2 separate regions of the Arabidopsis thaliana genome follow, and region 1 is linked to region 2. The links are chromatin contacts, called in public targeted proximity ligation maps. All regions are on one chromosome and are shown on one strand. The core of a region is the stretch at or near the end of the contact, and the rest is flanking DNA. Distances in the headings are between cores, read along the strand shown. Region 1 holds the start of AT1G44810 (DNA-binding storekeeper protein-related transcriptional regulator). Region 2 holds the start of NPQ4 (Chlorophyll A-B binding family protein).

The links.
Region 1: a contact with region 2 is called in a targeted proximity ligation map of shoot, with 10 read pairs. A contact is called at or near these places in 2 of 26 Hi-C or Micro-C datasets (leaf and root), 1 of 2 datasets of targeted methods (shoot) and 1 of 3 other capture datasets (seedling).

The regions. Positions count from the first base shown.
Region 1 is chr1:16,921,798-16,927,166 of TAIR10.1, forward strand. It overlaps AT1G44810 (DNA-binding storekeeper protein-related transcriptional regulator), which reads left to right and starts at 1,643. Exons shown (of 1, transcript NM_103562.3): 1 at 1,643-3,024. The coding sequence starts at 1,824. The coding sequence ends at 2,714. AT1G44820 (Peptidase M20/M25/M40 family protein) reads left to right here and starts at 4,500. Exons shown (of 4, transcript NM_103563.4): 1 at 4,500-5,369. The coding sequence starts at 4,554.
Region 2 is chr1:16,868,577-16,874,214 of TAIR10.1, forward strand. NPQ4 (Chlorophyll A-B binding family protein) reads left to right here and starts at 1,645. Exons shown (of 5, transcript NM_001333231.1): 1 at 1,645-1,698; 2 at 3,043-3,383; 3 at 3,468-3,581; 4 at 3,661-3,904; 5 at 4,371-4,848. The coding sequence starts at 3,192. The coding sequence ends at 4,618.

The DNA of each region.
Region 1 (5,369 bases), core at 393-2,892, 53 kb after region 2:
CCTTTAGCTTGGACATATTAATGTGATCAAATCTTTGTTACTACTAATTTAATGGATAAAAATGTATGGATTCAAGATTTGTTTTGATGATTGCTTAACGCTAATAACAAAATCGAGGTCAAAATCATCGTAAAAATAGAACGAATTTAAATTAGAGAAAGATTTTTTTTTTTTTTGCGAACCAAACTTTAGTTTTACATGAAAATGTTCAACTAAAAATTTTAAATTATAAATGATGTGTTCTTAAATATTGTAGCTAAGAGTATTTACTTAAATAAGATATATTAAAACGTAAAACAGAGAATAAAAAATTATATAATATTTGGCCCTCGTTTTTTTTTAACCACACCCATCTTCGAATTAGAGATACAACATACGCCTCAATTGTTTCATGATTTTTTTTTTTTGTTTTTTTGCACCATTTACATGTGAATGCTTTGTTTGACATAGAAACTATTTTTAACCTTTCCAAAAATATATTAAAGTGCAAACGCACACACACCAAAAGCAAACATTTACGTTTAGCATTTACATTTTTGATAAGCAAAATAATCTTGGTTAAGATGTTAAGAGTTGTATATGTTCATTTAAGATAGAAATATGTACTAGATCTAAGTGAAAACGAAAGTGCAAAAACTAAAAACCGAGGTTAATAACTCATGTTTTTTTTTTGTCTAAGAAAATGAACAATTTAGCTAGTAAAGTAAGATACTTGTTTAGTATCATTTGTTTGGTGTTGTGAATATGAACAAGAAAATGAACAATTTAGCTAGTAAAGTAAGATAATTATAGATCTTAAGTTGAATAAACAATTGTGAGACAAGGATATGATTTGGTCAAAATAAATATACAAAATGAGAAAGTGAATGGTGACGCAAGTTTCAATTATGGGAGAGAGTGGATAGATGCCTACTTGCATGAGTGTAATCTTTCAGGGCTCAACACAAATATTTGAAAGTGAGAGTGGAGTTCCATGTGTTTGTTCCCATCTTCTTCTCTTTCTTTGTTACTCTTGAGGCTTCATCATACTCACCAACATTAGCCAAACATCTTCACTTTTCTTTCTTCATTTCTTTAAATATGGGGTCCGAGGAAAAAAAAGATTTCTTGAATTGTTATCATGTATCTTGAAAAATCATGACATTATCTTCACTAAGTTAGTAATTCATTTACATAAATTATTGAATGTGAAAAACTTTTATATCGTTTTTGATATATACTCCCTTCAGTTTTCTTTTATTTTCTAGGAAAATTTGTTTCAAAAGGTTGATTTTTAGATTTTCAATGCAATATTTATTAGTTATTATTGATGAATTATAAACTTTAATAAAAATAATTGAAAATCATTAGTTTAAAGTTATAAGAAATTATAAAATACAAAAAATAAAACATTTAAAATCAACTTTAATATGATTACCTTAATATATGTGTTTTTCCTAAACAATCGAACAAAAATGAACAGAGGGAGTATATATATATACACATAACACATGCAATAATAATTTTTTCTTCTTCCTGTTTTCTTACACATGTTTTTAGTTTGTTATTTTATTAAATTAACTGAACCATAAGAAGACAATTTCAAGACAAAATTAAAGAAGAAGAAGTTATAGATAGCAATTTTACCCAAAAAAAAAAAAAAAAGAGTTATAGATTAGCAAACAAAATTTGGTTGGGCCTGACTTTAATACACAAAAGCCCAAACTCTTAAACCCAACTGTTGTTCTGTTCTTCACCTTCTTCCCATCTAGGGTTATTACGTAACTTCTCTGTTCTCTCTCACTCTCTCTGTTCTTCATCACACCGAGAATTCGAAAATTCCGATGAACAAGAAACTTCTCAACCCTCTTGAAGATCCACCAACCGCTTCTTCAAGCGAAGACGTCGACGAAGAGATTTCATCAGGAGAAGATGAAAAAGAACATATCTCCAATTCTTCTTCTTCTGAAGAAGAAAACGAACTCAAAGATCTCTCCACTCAAACCCTAAATTCTCCTTCCACCGAGGCTCCAACTCTCGATTCTGGATCTGAGACAAATTCCGACTCAGATAAGCCAATCGTCTTAACCAGTCAGAAGAAGAAAGAAGGTACTGATTCATCAGGGACGAAGCGAGCTAGTGAAGGAACTAGCTCAAAGGACATCAAAAGAGCTAAGAAAGTTTCAGGAGATGACGATAACAAAAAATTTCAGAGTTTATGGACTAAAGAAGATGAGATCTCTCTGTTACAAGGTATGATTGATTTCAAAGCTGAGACAGGTACAAGTGCTCATGATGATATGAATGGGTTTTTTGATATTGCTAAGAGATACATAAGCTTTGATGTTAGTAAGATCCAATTCGGTGACAAGATTAGAGGTTTAAAGAAGAAGTATTTTGGTGTAAGGAAGAAGAAAGGTTTAGACTTGGATCATGATAAGAAATGTTTGGGATTGGCTAAGTCTATTTGGGGACTTGATGGTAAGGAAGTGGTGGTTCTTGGAGGAGATTCGGAGACGTCGAATTGGTTTGAGAAGTCGTTTTTGGTTCGGGTTGTTGCGAGGCTTGGTGTGGATGAGTGTATTGTGAAGTGGAAATGGAGTAAGGTGTCTAAGGAGACTAAGAAGAGGATTGAAGAGAAGATGAAGATGGTGGAGGCTAAGGAACTTGAGTTGTTGTCGCAGAAGATAGATGTTTTGAAGGAGGTGGCTTCTGTGATTGCTGAAACTATCTAAGAAGAAGGACTTGGATTGTTTAGGTTTAATGGAGATGTAATGCCTCTTTTGTTATTTATCGTAGGATATATGTTTCTCATCTATGTTTCTGGTTCTTATTAGTCTTCTTTTTTTGTTTCTTGTGTGAGAATTAGCTAAGGAACTTAAGAACTTTGGACTTTGTAAGCCTTTTGGTCGATGGTTGTAATGAACTTAAGACTTTGTAAGCTATGGCTCCGACTGGTAAAAGGTGTTTTCAAGGTTGAATTGCAGTCGAAGTTATAATTTGATGTAAATATTATGTGGTATAAACTGCAGTTTGATATTGCCCTATTCTTTTCGTTATCGTTGCGTCAGCGGTCCGCGGCCGAAAATTATAACTTATTTGCATGTAATGTATATGGAAACTAACATAATCGTTCTTGTGAAAAGAGCCGCAACGTCTATAATGTATATGTTAGACTTTTGTCCGGTGACATTTTATCTTTTTGACAACGTAAGACTGGCCCTCGTTCTGACACTGCCCATTTCTCTTTACGGTGGTGGTCGGCTTGCGTCTAGATTTCGGTGGCTTCTATAGCAATGGTGGGCTAGCTAAGATCTAGAGTTTCACCGCTTATCTTCGGTGTCTCTTTTATTTTTGGCCGGATTGTTTTTCGGTTTAGATTTATGCTTTTTCCCTCGATTTCTTTATATTCGATGTGATTGGACTCTTTTGCGTTTCAATTTTTACATTTAGAATTGTAATTCCTTAACCCTCTTTTGTTTAAAAGCTCTAGCGGTTTCCGGTAGTTTTGAAGGTTCCTTAGGTCGCTTTCTACATCGACGATGACCGGCGTCGACATTTGATTCATCTACCCACGTGTCTCAACATTGGTTAATAGCCTCACACGTGTCTCTTAGTCTCTGCATTGGATTTTTTCAGCTTATTTCCTCAAAGAGTAATAGTTTTCTGGATTGGGATTTCTTTACTTTGGGCCTAAGTTTATCAGATGGACTTGATGGTATCTTTTAGGCAATATTGGATGATTATATTGTTTAGAAATAGTTCAATATTGTGAAGTTAATGTGTCAAGCCCTGTTGGACCTCCTAGCGCAAGATATGAGGTGAGCCATTCATCCCTTATAACACTTCAGGCAATCTACCTAGCTAAAAAATTGGCTTTTGGTGAAGAGAGGTTGAAAATTACTTCCGCCAATTTTTTTTTTCCGGCCAAATAAATTCCCGCCAAAACTTGTATTTAAAATTTTTTGTAATTTTTGAAAAAACTCTTAAAAGTCCTTGTATAGTTTTTTCAAAGCATTTTAAAAGCTTTGTAAAGTTGTTAAAAACACTTGTAAATCATTTTAAAATCTATTAAAATCATTATAAAGTCTTTCAATACACATGTAAATACTTTCAAACCCCTTTTAAATCTTTCAAAAAATCCTTGTAAATATTTTTTAAAAGGGAAAAAACCTAAAAAAAACTCAACTAATTTTTATTTGAATATTTAATATCTAATTATTTTTGATTAAAAAAATACACGAAATAATAAAACTGTGCAATTTAATACCCAAATAATTAAATGCTTTTTTTTTGTTTTTTAATTAAAAATAACAATATTTAATTTTTTAAATTTTAAATTACATAATTTTATTATTTCGTGTATTTTTCTTTTAACCAAAATAATTGGATATTAAAAATTCAAATAAAAATTAGTTTTTTCCGTTAGACTGTAATTAAAAAAATATTCATTCCTCAAACATGTTACTTCATGTTTTAATTCATTTTAAATACATTTATATTACAAATTAAAACTTTCAGAAAAAAATTTGAACTTTGGTGTCACAGAAAAAAAAACCTTTCAACTTCCTTCCATGGCGATATCTCCTCTTCTCTGGACTCTTATCATCTTCTCCATAATCTTCTCACTCCAATCCTCCTCCTCCGAAGAAGACACACCAATCACACGATTCCAACAATACTTAAGATTCAACACAGCTCATCCAAACCCTAACTACACCGCACCAATCTCCTTCCTCATTAACCAAGCTCAATCAATCGGTCTCACTACCAAAACAATCGAATTCATCTCTGGCAAACCAATTCTTCTCATCACATGGCTAGGCTCAAACCCTAACCTCCCATCAATTCTCTTCAACTCTCATCTCGATTCAGTCCCCGCCGAATCAGAGAAATGGACATATCCACCGTTCTCAGCTCACAAAACCATCGACGGCCACATCTACGCTCGAGGAGCGCAAGACGACAAGTGTATCGGAGTTCAATATCTAGAATCAATCAGAAACTTGAAATCGAGAGGCTTCTCACCTCTCCGTACGATTCATATCTCTTACGTTCCTGAAGAAGAGATCGGTGGATTCGACGGGATGATGAAATTCGCGGCGTCATCGGAGTTTAAGGATTTGAATTTGGGATTTGCTATGGATGAAGGACAAGCTAATCCTGGCGATGAATTTAGGGTTTTTTACGCTGATCGAGTTCCATGGCATTTTGTTATTAAAGCTGAGGGGATTCCAGGTCATGGCGCTAAGCTTTATGATAATTCAGCTATGGAGAATTTGATGAAGAGTGTTGAGTTGATTTCTAGGTTTAGAGAGTCACAGTTTGATTTTGTTAAAGCTGGTAAAGCTGCGTATTCGGAGGTTATCTCTGTGAATCCAGTTTATCTT
Region 2 (5,638 bases), core at 395-2,894:
AACCCTTTTTAAGACTTATTCTTCTTTTTCTTATGGTTTACTCAACCCAACTTTTAATTCGCTCTTTTGCCATGAGCTAGTAGATCACTAGTTGGGTTTGAGGGAGTTTCAAAAGGGATTCATGGGGATGTTAAATCTGGTTTAGGTTGGCAGTTTCTATGATTTTGTTTGATCGTTTATACTATTCTTTCTAGTTGAGTTTGATCTTAATGCATGTATGTCTCGCACACCACCTAATACATGATCTTAGGTATTTTATACTTAGCATAATTTCGTATAATTGCTTGAACCTAACTCACAAATGAATATTGTGTTATAACTATGCAAACGCTAAGTTATAGAGCCTTATGGATTAGAATCGAACTTGAACTTAAAGATTTGATCTATGCGTCGGTTTTTCCCTTATTTTGGGGTCTATTGTTTTTTACAAAAATCTTAACAAAATGCGATTCAAAAATTTGAAACCCAATACAAATGCATCATAAAAATTGGTGAAATGCCGGACCAGTCTGTCCTCGATCAACAGCTAGTTGTTCTCTAGATTTTGAAATATCTTGAGGATGTTTACCCGATGTCTCCGTCCCCACGTTTCTGATAAATGAAACGGCAGTAGATAGAAATATATGTGTTTCCTAGTAAGTTAACTGTATTTCTTTGTGACATATTATGTTATGTGTACCATGTTATTTGGCTATTTGCTATGATAATGTATAAATTATCACATAGCGTCCTAGCGAAATTAATAAAATCTATACTCGAAAATCATTAATCTGAAAGTTCATTAACAGATACACGCCAACATAAAACTATAACATGTTAAAGAGAAAAATACTATTTTCTAATTGATTAAATAAAATGTAAAAACATCCAAAAATACATGTCACATTATTGTTATTTTACTTATTAGGTTTGTTCCCAAAGTATATGCCTAAGCCCACTTGTTTTGTAATAACGTGAAATGAGCAGTTCGTGTTCAAACACGTCTTACATGGAGACAATTAATTAAACACCACTTACTTGTTACTACAAATATACTCTTTCGGAGTGTTGCGAGCAATTTATAAGTCGCACATATTTTTGACTCGAATCGAGTCAATCAGGTTTTCTCAAACTATTAGGGATTTTATGTAATATTTTTTTTTAAAAGGTATATTGATGTGAGTTGCCCAAAAAAAGAAGAAGGTGTGATTGATGTGAAATTGTTTTCAAAATAGGGGTTTAATGTATGTACATATAATTAAAATTAAAATGAAAGTTTATGATATTTAAATATTATATGTCCATTTTGAATATATATGATGATTGTTCAATTGATACAATTTAAATTACAAAATAATGAACTTTTTAGTAGAAGACAATGTTTTGTGTTTAAATTATAACTTTAATGAGACTCATAGAAAGAAAACAAATATGCCTAAACCCGCTTGTCATGATGTGAGATGAGGTGTTCGTGTCCAAAGTTCAAACACGTCTCTCATCGAGAAAACTAATTAAACACCAAAAATTATTCCTTTCTGAGTGTTGTGCGAGTATTTGTAGTTTCAAATGTTTTTTACTCGATTCAAGTTTTTACCGTCCCTAACTATTTTAAGGTTATAAGCGGGTGCGGTTGCGGTTACGGGAGTTTGCGGAAACGGGCGATCACGGTTTTAAGCGTTATCAAGCATTTTGAACGACTGGTTGAGCGTTTGATAATAGGTGCGTTTGCGGGAGTTTTATGACTGATAAACCAGCCGGTGCGATAGTAATTAAATAAAAAATAACCAAAATAAATATAATATATTACTATTAAAAGAAATAAAAATATAATATATTAGAAAAATTGATTTTCTGACCAAATAAAAATACAATATATCATCTCGTCCGACTAAAACATTTTCTAATCGAGAAAACAAATCGAAACATGTATTCAATCAAAAAACTCAAAAGAATACAAAATAAAATAAAAACAATGATGCCATGAAATAGTCAAAGAATTACACTAGCTAATGAGTGAATAAAATGATAGATGATACTTATGTTTGATTCTTGATTTTGATTTTCATCGGATGCCATAATTGAGAGAATAGAGTTACAATATATTGATTAGGGTTTTCTAATAAAAATAAGATATATAAAAGATTAGATTATTTTAATTATAGTGATTAGGGTTTGGGTGGAAACCACAATTATTTTAATTAACTAAAAATAGATTATTTTTTTATTTTTAATCTAACCGCTACCGCCCGCAACCGCAAACGCTTGCGGGAAGGAGCTTTTGAAAATTGGCAATTTTGAGCGGTCCAAAGCGATATCTAGCGGTTTCTATGATTGGTTCCAATCGCTAATAACCGCTACCAACCGCAAACGCTGCGTTTATGGGTGGTAGAGGGAGAACCAATCAGCCCTTAACAAAACCGAAAAAACTAAAGATTTGAACCTAAGTGTCGAAGATTCTTTCGGACCAGTCTTTACCACTAGACTACCTAACAAATACGAAAATATGAAGCCAAAATTGTTTTTATACTATTTGCGACCGTAAGTTTGGGTTTAGCCCGCTTGTGTTTGTGCCCGGCTCTGGCTATATTAAAAAAGAATTAGATATTTTTCAAATATAATATTTTTTACAAAATATGTAATTGATGTGAATTTTTTCAATATAGGTGTTCTTATTTATATACATATTATAAAAAAAATTAAGCCATTTCGTTTTTGTAATATCTAATGTACCAGTTCCATTAGTATGTACTTTGCTAGTATAACATACCCTTTTGACGTGAATCTTCTATGAGTATGTTTCTTTAGTTTTGACCAGACACAATTCATTTACATCAATACATAAATTGGATTTTAGTTCCAAAATATGATTTTCTTGAAAGAAATATTTTATATTTTTATTAGAAGGAGTTATTAGTTCGTCATAAATGGTTCTTTGAATATGACATTTATTTTGTTTTTTTGTTTACTGTCTAAATAAGTATAACTTTTAAAAAGTGTATCTAAATTTTTTAAAAACTATTATATTGATAGATTTATTTTTCTCCACAAAAACGTTATCTCCAGTTCACCACATAGAGAGTATGGAAAGGACAATTGGGAGACGTGGACGCACTTTAAGCCCATCAATAGATTTCCCTTATATCTTTTAATCTCTTCACTTCCACAACACAACACAAAACACATCACTGATCCTTCTCTCATCCTCAGAAAGAATGGCTCAAACCATGCTGCTTACTTCAGGCGTCACCGCCGGCCATTTTTTGAGGAACAAGAGCCCTTTGGCTCAGCCCAAAGTTCACCATCTCTTCCTCTCTGGAAACTCTCCGGTTGCACTACCATCTAGGAGACAATCATTCGTTCCTCTCGCTCTCTTCAAACCCAAAACCAAAGCTGCTCCTAAAAAGGTTTTCACATACTCTTTACTTGTCCCACAAGGAACATTTCTTGTGTGTTTGATGGTAATGTTAAGATTTTCATATACATTTTAGGTTGAGAAGCCGAAGAGCAAGGTTGAGGATGGCATCTTTGGAACGTCTGGTGGGATTGGTTTCACAAAGGCGAATGAGCTATTCGTTGGTCGTGTTGCTATGATCGGTTTCGCTGTAAGTCCCCTCTATGAAATACACTAACTTATCTTCCAAGAAAGAAGCTTTAGTATGAAAGCTGTGTTTCTATGCATAGGCATCGTTGCTTGGTGAGGCGTTGACGGGAAAAGGGATATTAGCTCAGCTGAATCTGGAGACAGGGATACCGATTTACGAAGCAGAGCCATTGCTTCTCTTCTTCATCTTGTTCACTCTGTTGGGAGCCATTGGAGCTCTCGGAGACAGAGGAAAATTCGTCGACGATCCTCCCACCGGGCTCGAGAAAGCCGTCATTCCTCCCGGCAAAAACGTCCGATCTGCCCTCGGTCTCAAAGAACAAGGTATCTCTCAACATTTCTATTTCTATCTTTGTTACAATGACATTGCTCTGAACAACCAATGCAAATAATATAACCTGATAGAGTACTATAGTAACTAGTATAACTGAATTGGCCTAAGTGTAGTGTCCGGATCGGCTTTATGTTTATTTATCGTTATCCTAAGATACAAATGTGAGACAAAAGATACTAGCATGGAACTGTCAATCTCCAAAAATAATCTCTAAATGTTTATTTATTTATCGTTGGCCTGATAGATTATTTATCGTTATCAATTTCTATCTTTTTCCCCCATGTAAGCACATTGGTTCCTGAATGGCTTTCTCTAGCAGAGAGTCTCTTCCCGTTAACTTAAATAAAATAGTGTTTCTGAAAAGAAAAAAAGATACAAATATGAGATTACTTAAAGAGTTGCTTGGTCTAATGTTTTGAATAAATTTGAATATGTTTGTTGTTTTGTTGTGTGAAGGTCCATTGTTTGGGTTCACGAAGGCGAACGAGTTATTCGTAGGAAGATTGGCACAGTTGGGAATAGCATTTTCACTGATAGGAGAGATTATTACCGGGAAAGGAGCATTAGCTCAACTCAACATTGAGACCGGTATACCAATTCAAGATATCGAACCACTTGTCCTCTTAAACGTTGCTTTCTTCTTCTTCGCTGCCATTAATCCTGGTAATGGAAAATTCATCACCGATGATGGTGAAGAAAGCTAAATTATCATGTACTTAAATTTAGTAGAGAGTGTGTGACCTTCTCTTCATGTTGAGACAAAAGGAAATGGACAGCTTAAATTGTTGTAATACTTATATCCTTTTGTTTTTAACTTGGAATTTTCTGATTATATATAGTTTTATTACACCTAAGTGACTAGGTGATTGATATCATCTAGCATCTCTTAACAGAAAAAAACTGTGGAATTAGAACAGCTTCATCATAGTTTTTTTTTTTGATAAATCAAACAGAATTTAAAACTAATATGTTAAAGTACATGTTAGGAACTTATTTGATTCCAAAATCTAGATTATAAAATTAATTTGGTAAATCATGAAGGAGCCGTTGTTTTTGCTCTAGTGGTTCCCCAAAAATCAGAACATAATGGCAAGTGTTTATGGCCGCGCGTACCTTCACAAGATAGTTTGCAAAAGTGAAGGTAGCGTCTCCCCTAGAGTGATTTTCTCCATTCGTCTGGTGTACCTGGCTCGTACAGGCCGTCTCTGGGGGTGGCAAGGTAGGCAAATGCCCAAGGTTACTAATCAATTTCAAAAAAATTGTTAAGACTAAAAGGCCCCAATTTTTCCAAAAAAAAACATTTACTAAGAGATTTTATTTTATTTTGAGTTTTGCCATAGGTCTCATAATGAATTGAGCCGGGATCTAAAGCATACACTGCAAGAGTAAATATTAATTTCTATTCTAGAGGACGTCTTCGATGTTGACGAAAAGAAAAGTATCCCATGCAAATCCAGCAACTCTGTCCTATTTCGGACAGTCCAAAAATCGAACTTACGAAACAATTGATCTAAAAATCATGAGCGTTCCAAATACTCCTCATAATGGTAAAATTCATAATCAAACTTCCCAATAAAAAAGAAGCCAAAAACATCTAAAATTTATGTTTACCTGTACCCAACCCTTAAACATGTTTTCAAAAGAATCTCCAAAATCATTCCTTCATCAAACCAAATCAAATCTTAAAATAAAATTTTATATAAAGAAAAAAAAAACTTAAAACC